3 separate regions of the Mus musculus genome follow, and regions 1 and 3 are each linked to region 2. Evidence: chromatin contacts called from public promoter capture Hi-C data. All regions are on one chromosome and are shown on one strand. The core of a region is the stretch at or near the end of the contact, and the rest is flanking DNA. Distances in the headings are between cores, read along the strand shown. Region 1 has its middle 85 kb from the start of Slc22a22. Region 2 holds the start of Has2 (hyaluronan synthase 2). Region 3 has its middle 53 kb from the start of Gm35627.

Region 1 (3,587 bases), core at 435-2,934, 660 kb after region 2:
GAGCAGCACAGCTGGCCATCAGAGTCACCAATCCCAATGCCACACACAGTGAAGAAAATGGATAGATGGCTTGTGTGCATGTTTTGCATTTCAATAAAACCAAAGAAACTGCAAACAAAAAAGAGAAAGAGAATATTTTGGAATAAACTAAACCAAGGAAGTGAAAGAACTCTACATTGAAAATTTTAAAATACTGAAAAAAATAAAGAAGTCACTGGGAAATAGAAGTACCTCCCACAATTGACAGTCAAATATTGGCTATATTATGTATGTATGTATGTATGTATGTAAATTATATAATCAAAAGCAATGTACAGATGTGATGTGGTGATCATCTAATAGCATTCTTTAAATAAATATAGAAAACAATGTTAAAATTCAGAAAGAAACACAAAAGACAAAAATCACTTTTGAAAAGTGGAGGCAGTTCTGAGTAAAAAGAGCTGTGTAGGAGACATCACCAAATATGACTTCCATTTACACTACAAGTTCATAGTGACAGAAACAGCATGGTATTATCACAAAAACTGGCACGTAGATCAGTGGAGGAGGAGCTACAAATCAACCTGTACAGCTATAGATACTTGACTGGAAAACGATGCCACAAACAAGCACTGGAAGAAATGCAACCTTTTCAATAAATAGTGCTGGAAGAACTGGATAGTCACATGCAAAATAAAACTATATCTTTTTCTCACATTGAACAACACTTAATTCAAATCAGGATCAAAGGCTTTCATGTAAGACACAAAACTCTGAAAATGTTGGAGGAAAACATGTGGAAAAGACTTCTATGCCATAGCTAAGGACTTTCTGATGAGAACCTCAATAGGTTAAGAAAGAAACCCAAAAATTAATAAATATAATTGGATAAAATTAATAAGCTTAAATACACTAAAAGAAATTAAGCCAAGAGACATTCCACAAAATCAGAAAAAAAGTGTGAGCTATAGGATTTGATGTGTGAGCTAAGTTCTTTGTGACATAGTATTTATTTCTAAAATATATAAAGAAGAAAAAATTACTGAATATCAGAGAAGATTGCAGTCAAGGAATGTGTTAAAGCAAAGGTCATCTCTCAAAAGATTAAACACTAAAGAACCATAAACATTTAAAATTGCTCATCACCCTTAACCATCAGGGAAATACAAATTAAAACCACCTCAGAATTGCCATCTTTCCAAAAACTACAAATAACAAATGCTGGCTATGACACAAAGAGAAATAAACTCCTATACACTACTAGTGATTATAAATTAATCCAGATATTATATAAAAATGGAAAGAAATAACAGGAGGATAAAATAAAGAAGATAAGTGAGTTTGATGAGAGAAATGTCACAAAGGGAAGAAAGAAGGACAAGACATGTGTAGGGTAACATTTTCTGAGTCTAGGCATAAATACATTACCAAAGCGAATTCTAGAAACTCAATGATATTATCAATGAGGCTAAAGAATACAACTTCTAAATTATTAGATTCACAAACTGATACTCTCTAAATCTGAAATTTTCCTTATTCCTCCTGTAAATAGAAACTCAAGTGCAGCTTAGCTAATGTGTCATAAATAATGGAACTAAGAAAGAACATTTCATATAAGCATTCTTGCAACAGAGTCCACCAGAGCAGAGGAACTTATGATCAATGCAAATTATTTCCAGTTGCATGCAGCATGAAAAGATGTGTCAGCAAGACCAATTTCACTGTCATTGGCAGTTAGCTCTGGCTAATGGCAACTTCTCTCTTCCCCAGCAGCCTGATCCTGTGCAACACTTTTCTGGCTTGAAAAGTAAAAGATGAAATTGATCTTTATAACCAACATACTATTTTAAGTTTTGCAACTAAGCTATACAAATTAAGATTTCAGGCATGTAAGTATGTGTAATTATGAGAGTGAGAACCTTAGAAAGACATTTAATAGTTGAGTGAGAATAGCAGTTAGTTTTGTGGAAATGCTGGAATGACCACATTTTTGTCCCATTTAGTTCATGTGCAAGATTAATCTGACCGACATTGGAAGGTTACCCTGAGATATGAGGTATTCACCAGAGAGCCAGAGGGATGGAATTTAGCCTATGTAGCTTAGGTTGACCTGAAATATCACTAGGAATATTTCATCATGGAAACTCTGGCATTTCTAATAATGTGAAGGCCCATGGGAAACCTCTGTGAAGCTTATTCAATAGGTGTAATAATCACATCAAAATTGACCTAGTTCATTTTATAACAAGTGGAACATGATACATTTTAAATAGACTTTATTGTATGAAATGAATACTCTCTCACTGCTGTAAAGGCTTATTCTTCATATTGCAGTCTATGTATCCTTACAAGTTAACCATCTGATAGCAGAGGGGCATGGTTATAATTGATCACAGGATGAATCTGTTTGGGTTTGAGCTTTGAAAGCTACTTCAGTGATCAGTGATTCAGCACAGGTGGCATATGAACAAAATGTCTATAGCTGAAGGTGAGTCCTAGGAATTGGAACTGTCAGGCTCCTAGTAGTAGTAGTAGTGGTAGTGGTCGTGGTCGTGGTCGTGGTCGTGGTCGTGGTCGTGGTCGTGGTCGTGGTCGTGGTCATAGTAGTAGCAATCATTTTATTCATTTACATCTCAAATGTTCTGCCCCTTCCCGGTTACCCTTCCACCTACCTCCCATCCCAACCCCCTTTTACCCCCTCCACTTTGCTTCTATGAGGGTGCTCCCATTTACCCATTCCCACCTAACACCTCTAGCATCCCCCTACACTGGGGCATCAAGCCTCCCTCCCGTCCCATTAATATCAGACAAGGCTATCCTCTGCTACAGATGTATCTGGAGTCCTGGCTCCCCCATGGATACTCTTTGGTTGGTGGTTTAGTTCCTGGGAGCTTTGGGTGGTTCAGTTAGTTCATATTGTTCTTCTTATGGGGTTGCAATTCCCTTAGGCTCCTTCGGTCATTCCCCTAGCTCTTCCATTGGGGTCTTCAGGCTCAGTCTGATGGTTGGCTGTGATGTTCTGTATCTATATTGGTCAGGTGCTGGTAGAACTTCCAGGGAACAGCCATATCAGGTTCCTGTCAGCAAGCACTTCTTGGCATCAGCAATAGTGCAGGGGTTTGGTGTCTGCAGACAGGATGGATCCCTAGGTGGGGCAGTAGAGGGATGGAGCCAACCATACATCTCAAAATTTTTTTTTTTTTTTCTTTTTTTTTTTTTTTATTATTATTTTTTTTTCCATTTTTTATTAGGTATTTAGCTCATTTACATTTCCAATGCTATACCAAAAGTCCCCCTTACCCACCCACCCCCACTCCCCTACCCACCCACTCCCCCCCTTTGGCCCTGGCGTTCCCCTGTACCGGGGCACACAAAGTCTGCGTGTCCAATGGGCCTCTCTTTCCAGTGATGGCCGACTAGGCCATCTTTTGATACATATGCAGCTAGAGTCAAGAGCTCAGGGGTACTGGTTAGTTCATAATGTTGTTCCACCTATAGGGTTGAAGATCCCTTTAGCTCCTTGGGTACTTTCTCTAGCTCCTCCATTGGGAGCCCTGTGATCCATCCATTAGCTGACTGTGAGCATCCACTTCTGTGTTTGCTAG
Region 2 (3,739 bases), core at 89-2,588:
TCTCCCCCAGCGGCGAATGCCTGCGTGAGGGACCCCTTGCCCCAGGAAAGGCTTTCTCGGGGTGGCTGTGCCCGGATGCTCGCTGCCTGACACTTTAATGGAGTTTGGAAACTGCAAAGGAGTGGAGGCCCGGGAAAAGGGGGGAGTGGCTGAACCAGGATGGTAGCGCGAGGAGGTGGCGCAGGACTTTCCTTGGGGTCTCTTCCAGCCTAACGTAGCTGGAAACCCGGATCGTTTAACCCTTTCAGTCTAAGCCAAAATTGAGCGGTTTTGTTTGTACCCCCACCTCCACCCCCGCACAGAACTGTGCCAGGGTGTCCAGCCCACATACTGGTGGGAGGTGAGGGAGAAAGAAGGGAAGGGTAGGAAGGTAAGGACAGTTGTGGGATGAATTTTCCGTACACAGTGGAAATCCTTGTTTTCTGACTCCGGAGCCCCTTTGACGCTCGGGAAGATGCCCAGTGGAAAAGTACACCCCGGGACAATCAGCTTTCCTTGGCCACGCAAGTTACCTGTGCGCCCAGAGAGGCAGCGGATTTCACCGGATGATTAAAACCCAGGGTATGCTGCGAGACTTGATAGTGATTGGCAATATTCCCTCATGGGCAGTTTGTTGCGGGGGGGAGGGGGGGGAGTTGGGGGACACTTCAGACCTCAAATGTTTCTATAGAAACTAGGGGGTTTTTGTTGTTGGTTTTTTTTTTAAAGCTCTGTTGATAATTTCTTCTCTGCCCCCAATCTATCTAGGGAATTCAAAGTTCACCCAAACGCGTCTGTATAACGTACCTTGTTCAGCTCCTGCTCATAGACTCGTCCTCCGCCTGTCTGTGTGGTCCCGGAGGGTCGTGGAAGGAAGTTTCCAAAATTGAGGTAATAAGAAATCAGATGAATTTGAGACGACCGGCCAAAAAAAATAAGAAATTTAAAAACAACATTTAAAAAAAAAGATGGGGGAGCCTTAAATGCTTGGTTCTCCCCTCTTTGAGAAGAAATTTCACTAATATTCTCTTTTATTATTTCCGCTGCACTTAAGTCTTCTAATTCTTTTTGTTAAATGTGCTTTAAAAATAAATTAACTTTTCCCCCTGTTTTGCTATTTGCTCCAATCCCCTTCCCTCCGACGACACAAAATCTCTTTTCACATCAACCTACAAGCCGGGTCAAGACTCAGCAGAGTCTAGCAAGAGCAGAATGAAGAAGTCTTTGGCTGGTTCAAGTCCCCCGTTCAATGGGCTGCTCGAAGCCAGGACTGGGTAATTCTTTCCAGACGCCTTGACTTCTCCTTCTTCTTCGCTGTGGTTGCCTTTCTGCCTCCTCCAACTTAAGGGGGTCTTAACAAGTGAGCCGGTGGGTGTTTTAATAGGACGGAGGAGGGAGTGGGGGTGAGGGGAGTGGAGGAGGGAGGTGTAGACTGGGGAACCCGGAGGGGAGGGACTGGGCGGGATGGGAGGCGGGGAGGAGTGGGGGGAAGAGAGAGAAATTGGCCATTCAAAGCCCTCTCTGAGCTAGAGGCCGCTTCTAAACTCCAATGAATTCAATTAACTTGATTGTTAACGTGTGCTGAGAAACGCGGAGCACAGATGCTGACCACCGCCTGATACCTCTCCTCAGGCAGTGACCGCGGAGCGGGCAGCCCTGCTCTGCAAATATTGCTGAAGTCTGTCTGCGTTACAAGGATTCCCTCGACTTGATAAACTCCCCGTTGCATATAAATGATTTTAAGGCCAAACGGTTCTCTTAGGCTAAATCACTGCTCTTGGCGGAATACTGACTCTGTGTGTGTGTGCGCGTTGTGTGTGTGTGTGTGTGTGTGTGTGTACGTCCGTGCTACCTAGTTTGCTCCACAAATGGCCTAGGACGCTAAAAAGAGCGACTAGTTTGCCATTTGTTAACCCTTTCTTCCTCCCAGCTCTAAACTTTCTAAGCAAAAGGCAAATGTCAACGTCTCCCCCCCCCCCCCCCCGCAGTTTTCGCTGTGGGTGGGCTGGACACTGAAATGAGGAAAATTTTTAAATTTCTTTTTTTCTCATGATTCTCAGACATGAAAACATACAAAAGATTCTCGATTGGAAGTTTATAATAATGATGATAGCAATAAACCTGAGAAAGTGTACGGAAGCAGTCATCTCGTAAAACATCTGAAATTACTTTTGCCTCTTGACAGCCTTTTACTTAATGTTTTCAAAATACCATTTTAAAATTTCAATGACGCCAAGACTGGAGAGTTTTCTTTCTCGGGTTTTTTTTTTTTTTTTTTTTTTTTTTTTTTTTTTTTTCAACCTTAGGGCATCCGCGCCCTTTTCCCTTGATCCTTGCGGTCCCCGCCCCTGCCCCCACCCAAAGGAAAAGGTAAAAGGAAAAAAAAACTCAGAGAGCTACAATGGACACTAGGTGGCGCTGTTTAGGAAAAAATGAAAGCGGATTTACGCAGTAAGGCTAAAACTGAAATCTGCTAAAACCTTACTTGCCTTTTACTTCCTTTTCTGTTCTTCCCCACCCATCCCCTCCTTTCTTTTATTTCCCTTCTTCGTGCTCTTGATGTGGGCTTCGTTTGAGTTCTACCGCATCTTGATGCTGTATGGTATATGTGTTTCGGATAAGATCGGAATATAAATTTGGGCAATAGTTAAAGGTCAGACAAAAAGAGAAAAGTGGAATAAACCGGGAGTGAGGCTCGCAACATATCAGGCAGGTGTGGAGTTGAGGATTGTGAATAGGGATGCAGAGTGTGACTGCAACTCGCAGTTGTCAGCCGACCCATCCCCCACAAAGCTGGATCTGCAAAGCCAGTCCCCCCACCCCCGACCCTCACCTCCCCCCACACACCCAAACACAAGGCCATTTCACCTCTGGGAGCCATCACTTTGGTGGCTGACTTCATGCCACTCTGGGGAGACTTCCTCATTTCCCCCCCACAACTCTCTTGACTCTAGCCTTTGAACTCCCGCTTGAGGTGATTCAACTGTTGCAAAGACTGCCTTAAATTTCAGAGCGCAATTTCATCACACTTAATCAGACCTGAGCTTCCTGGTTTTTCATGGTCTGGGAAGTGGTAAATTGCTATTTTAAAGTATTACTCAACTTCTGCGCCGTGACTTATAATGTAAATTAAACTGAGTTGGGAGAAATTGTGGGATGCCAAGTCTCTACCTGTAAACTCCCCAGTGGCCTCATAGCTCCCATTTCTCTATCTCTAAATGCCTAAATGCCCACAAGCAAAGTTACTCTAACAGTTGCTTAATAGTGTTAAATCGTCCTTATGCTAACAGTTCAAGCAGCAGAACACCTAGTAAAACTAAGTTTCTTTATTAAAGAAAAACACATTTGTTGTTTCTTCCTTGTAATTCATAAGCCATAAAACAAAGTTGCATGCCCTCCGCCCCCCCCTCCCCCCAGCTGTAGGCAAGTATAAACTTTGGTTCTACATCTGTGCACTTCCCTGTCCTCACAGAGGCAAGAGAGAAAATACTAGCATAATTTAAAGCTAACAGTTAAAGTTCCCTATAAGCGAAGAGGGATCCACAATTCAAGAGTCCTTACACTCAGATCACACCTTTAATATTTATTGTCTGTGGGATTGGAAAGGCACTTCAGTTTTCTGGAAGTAGATGCTAGTGGAGAAAAAAAAATCAAAGAAAAGGAACGTTTATCGTTGATGCATTCATATTCTCTCTCTGTCTGTCTATCTCTTGAAAATATTTATAGTATCACATGTTGATACTGAAATTTATTGGTGTAC
Region 3 (4,044 bases), core at 1,260-3,759, 770 kb after region 2:
AAGAACAGGACACAGATACAGAAACATATATTTGCTCAGCAAGGGGCCTTAGTATCATGCTGAAATCACAATCATAGTGATTCATTCTTCCAGAAAAATTAATGAACTCATAATATTAAGAATTAAACATGGAAACAAAAAATATGGACGTCCTATGAAATATGGGAGCTTAAAGATCCAGAAACAGGAAAATGAGTAAAGGAAAGATCAGATGAGTGATGAACTGGATGTGAGATACTGCCCTTCTCTAGTATAAGCAGGAGAGGAAAGCGTGAAGGTGATAATGTAGAACAAAAATGGTTGGTAGCCAAGGTACATTGTGTCATTGCTCCCAGCTCCAAATTCCTTCCATGTAATTAAAAGTAAACATCGCTCCTCTTTTCTTCTAGATTTCCAAGTAAAGTAAGGTACTTTCTGTCCCACTGATACTAGGTCTGGCTTTGTGACTTGCTTTCGTCACTATAATGCTGGCAGGGCAGCAATGACCCCATTATAAGTCAAAGCTGTCAGAGGAGTCACAGTCTCTGGTGATGTATATTCCATCCTATGAAGAGCATGCCTCAAATGTCTATGCTTCTGGACTTCAGATGGAGAAGACCTGCAGTGGTCCCAGACTGAGCAAAAGCCTGGTATTCAGCTGAATCAGCCATGCTCTACCTAAGTACCAGTCCCCCTCAGATCTTTGAGTGTGAAAACATCTACAGCTTAAACCACGAAGATTTTCCATATCATTTGGAGCAAAGTCTGAGTCACACCTCAAAGACTGTGCTGTAGCCACTCAGCTGTTTAATTAATGCATGTTGATCTTGTACTTTATACAAGACGTTGTATTAATGGGAAACTGGAGTCACATCTGAAAGCAAAGGAAATATAAATCCCATAATGCACCTTAAACTCACATGACAGCAGCTGTCCATGGGAGAAATACTCAGGAACAATGTTCAGGCGATGCACTTGGGATGGGAGGATAATAAATCCTATCCGACTGCAAAGAGTTCTGGATGCAGTTGTAACAACCAATCCGAAAACACATGTCCAGTGAGCACTGTGCAGTTACGCCCAAAGGAAATGGAACTTGGAAAGGCTAGACACCTAATCGGGAACATATAGGAAACATAGCAGGGATACCTTTGCAAGTACAAAACGGGGCTCTCGTTCTACCTCAGAATTTCCTGGAGTACTTTAAACTCCTTCAGAAGTGCAGAACTCGTGGATTCTGATTTAAATGCTTGAGGATCGGGCATCGGTATGGTTTGCTACGTTTTAACTTTTTCAGTCCACTTTAGTGAGCCTCCAGACGTCAAAAACACTGTGTTACATTCCCTGCATCACAGAGGAGACTGTCCTTAGCTGGCCAGGAACCAAATGCAACAGATGCGATGATGTCTGTAAATGATGGCTTCAACGCCGAGCATGACAGCCTGGGGCTCACGATCCCCAGATTCCCATCCAGGGCAGAGAGTCTGTGGTGTCTAAGCTGTCACAAAAGAGCAAAATTCATCTTTCTGTGATGAATACTTCCGGTACTCCAGCTGGAGACTTCTGTCTCATCAAGCAGTTGAACATTGAAATTCAGTCTACTTGAGTTAGTCACAACACGCACAGATGCATATGAGGATACCGCTAAAGCTAGGTTCCTAAAACTGGCATTTCAAAACGAGAGCCCCAAAACCCTTCTGGTTAGGTCATAGATTTCACCAAACCGTTCTCAAAGTTATTTTATGAGCTTTGCTTTCTTCCCAAACAATTTTGAGAGGAGACTCCCTGGAAATCAATCAAATCATTCCCTCCCTTGTGCCAGGAAATAACCAATCTTCTTCCAATTCTCATTGTCAGAAATGATTTCTTTCTAGTTGTAATTTGTCAACAGTTCCAGGGATCAGTGACCAACCATTCAGAGGAAGAGTGGTATTGGCTTGCATTTTGGGTTGGTTTGGTTTTTTTTTTTGGTTTGGGTTTTTTGCCTCTTACCTCCTATCTCTCAAGTAGGTGGTAATCCGGTAGACTCACAGAAAAGAGTTCTTATTTTCTTATCACAGGAAAGACTTGCCCTCTGTGACTTCCAGCCACAATTAAGCTTATTAGCATTTCAAGGAGCAGTTACTTCAGCAAACTAGAAACTGGCCAGTAAGGAAGGATGCCTGGCCAGTGTAAGGTCACTGACTCCAATTTACAAAGGGCTCCTTCATATGTGGAGAGCTTATTCAATTATACTTTTCTTTCTCTGGTTCCCAGACTGGACAGGACCTAGTCACATCGATGAAAATAAAAACCACATATAAATACATTGGTTCTCTACTGGTTTTATTCTAAATTTGACACCCATGTGTATTCCAGGATAGCTCTGCTCACTGTTACAAAAGAGTGACAAAGCAAAGACGGAGAAATGCCAGAAAATGAAACTGGTGATCAAAAGATTTGGCAAGCGGACAAATGAATACAGAGTCCAAAATGAAGGACGAAGAGAAAAACAACAACAAACGCAGAAAGGGTGATCTGGTTGAAGTCTATTAAACTATTGCAGATGTGGACAAAAATCACTCTGTATTGGTTCAACAGATCTCAATTATCAGCCCTGAACACATCACCCTGAATTCTAAAGGCGGAGATATGAATAGTTGAACACAGACTAATTTCTAGTAGACAAAATTGCAACTCACTGAGACTGCATTTTTTTTCCTCTGATTCACAGCTAACAGTCCTGAAACTAAGATTTAAGAACCTCACTGAAGCTGCACAGCTGGCCTATATGAACATGAATAATAATTCCATACACCTGCTGGGCTTTTACCATATGCTAGATATTTTGCTGAGCATTTTTGTGCCTTGTTTCACCCCTTTAATTCTTTGAACTTAGTACCCTTACTCTCTGTTTTATACTGTGAGGAAGCTTAGATGTAAAAGTTCATGTGAATGTCTCCAAATTGCACAGTGAGTGTGTAATGGAAGGAATTTTGGAAGCCAAACCATCTGATTCCAATACTCACAAGGATTCAGGCAATGACTCCCCAAACCCCTACTCCATTCTTTTAGTGGATATAGAAACTCATATGTATGCATCTCCTCCCACCCCACCCCTGCACCCAAAAAAGGGGGGGATTGATTTTAGCAACACACAGCGAGTTTAAAATGTAATACCATTAAATGTAAGTCTCTGGTTCTTTCCACTAAACCATGGCTATTTTATTTTGAAAAACTATAGGGATTTTTTTTAGCATGATAGGCAGTGACTATCACAGGCCTTAACACAAAAGTAATGGGTTAAGCTAAATATTTAGTAGTTGCAGGGAGAAATAATGCATTAATATTTAACAAGGAAAGTTGTGGCTTTGGCATTCATCCATGATCTTTGACAGGAACATTAAGTAAGAATGCTTTGCCCCCTCACACACTAACCTCTTCATAGACAAAGTGCTTAAATGGCTAGCCAATAGGACTAGCACACAAGTCATTCTCATAGCTGTAGAGAAAAAGAAATACCCAAATTGCACACAAAAAAAAAGCCCACAGAGATGAGGCAATAGGGTTCACCCAGCCTTTAAGCAGGGGCCTGGTTAACACATCACCAGGCTCATCATCATCAAGGCACAAGAGCTATGGAAATAGCAGCTTTTCACTGGATTTTGCTATGAGGTTTCTCGGGGGTGGGGGGGAATATAGAACCCATCGTCCCTTCAAAGATAAGGCTTCCTTAAGACATGAACCCATGCTTACAGTCTACACTTGGACAACATCTCTTCTCTGACCTCTGAGAATGGGAAGAGTCAAGGTTACTCTCCAACTCTCCACTTTCACCTACCTCCATATTTCCTTTCTTACAAATTGTAATTTCCCCTTTCTCATATTCAAATGGACAATGCAATTACAGAAGATTCACATACCCAGAAGAATCTAAGCAAATATAAACAAAACAGGATACTTTTGTCTATAGATTTGATATGTTGCTGTGGAAAACATCAAGGTGAGCAAGATAATTGCCTGTACTCACTAAAAGGTCTAACAGATGACAGGAGGCTCTGACGTGTCCTAGTCACTGCAACGTGG

What was found. Promoter capture Hi-C pulls out the DNA fragments that hold promoters and counts their contacts.
Region 1: a contact with region 2 is called in a promoter capture Hi-C map of second pharyngeal arch cranial neural crest, with 5 times the contacts expected there. The contact joins the enhancer-like site here to the promoter of Has2 in region 2. A contact is called at or near these places in 12 of 39 promoter capture datasets (the 3T3-L1 cell line, 3T3-L1-derived adipocytes, the C10 cell line and 8 more), 2 of 484 Hi-C or Micro-C datasets (adipose-derived mesenchymal stem cells and embryonic fibroblasts) and 1 of 115 datasets of contacts at active chromatin or transcription factors (embryonic stem cells).
Region 3: a promoter capture Hi-C map of liver shows a contact between it and region 2, with 4 times the contacts expected there. The contact joins the enhancer-like site here to the promoter of Has2 in region 2. A contact is called at or near these places in 11 of 39 promoter capture datasets (the 3T3-L1 cell line, the C10 cell line, the HPC-7 cell line and 6 more), 2 of 115 datasets of contacts at active chromatin or transcription factors (embryonic stem cells and stem cell-derived neural progenitor cells) and 1 of 9 other capture datasets (adipose tissue).

Annotation. Positions count from the first base shown.
Region 1 is chr15:57,348,032-57,351,618 of GRCm38.p6, forward strand. It overlaps a transcript of Slc22a22 not described here. Among named protein-coding and RNA genes, the nearest start is that of Slc22a22, 85 kb to the left of the region's middle. Within about 2 kb of position 1,685, at least 1 of the 459 cell types and tissues checked has an H3K27ac peak or open chromatin away from gene starts, as enhancers often do. A contact at or near this core is called in second pharyngeal arch cranial neural crest, where this site is marked.
Region 2 is chr15:56,693,208-56,696,946 of GRCm38.p6, forward strand. Has2 (hyaluronan synthase 2) reads right to left here and starts at 1,339. Exons shown (of 4, transcript NM_008216.3): 1 at 787-1,339. It overlaps Has2os (hyaluronan synthase 2, opposite strand), which reads left to right. Exons shown (of 4, transcript NR_002874.2): 2 at 407-561; 3 at 748-870; 4 at 1,156-1,253.
Region 3 is chr15:57,462,837-57,466,880 of GRCm38.p6, forward strand. It overlaps a transcript of Slc22a22 not described here. Among named protein-coding and RNA genes, the nearest start is that of Gm35627, 53 kb to the right of the region's middle. Within about 2 kb of position 2,510, at least 18 of the 459 cell types and tissues checked have an H3K27ac peak or open chromatin away from gene starts, as enhancers often do. A contact at or near this core is called in adipose tissue and liver, where this site is marked.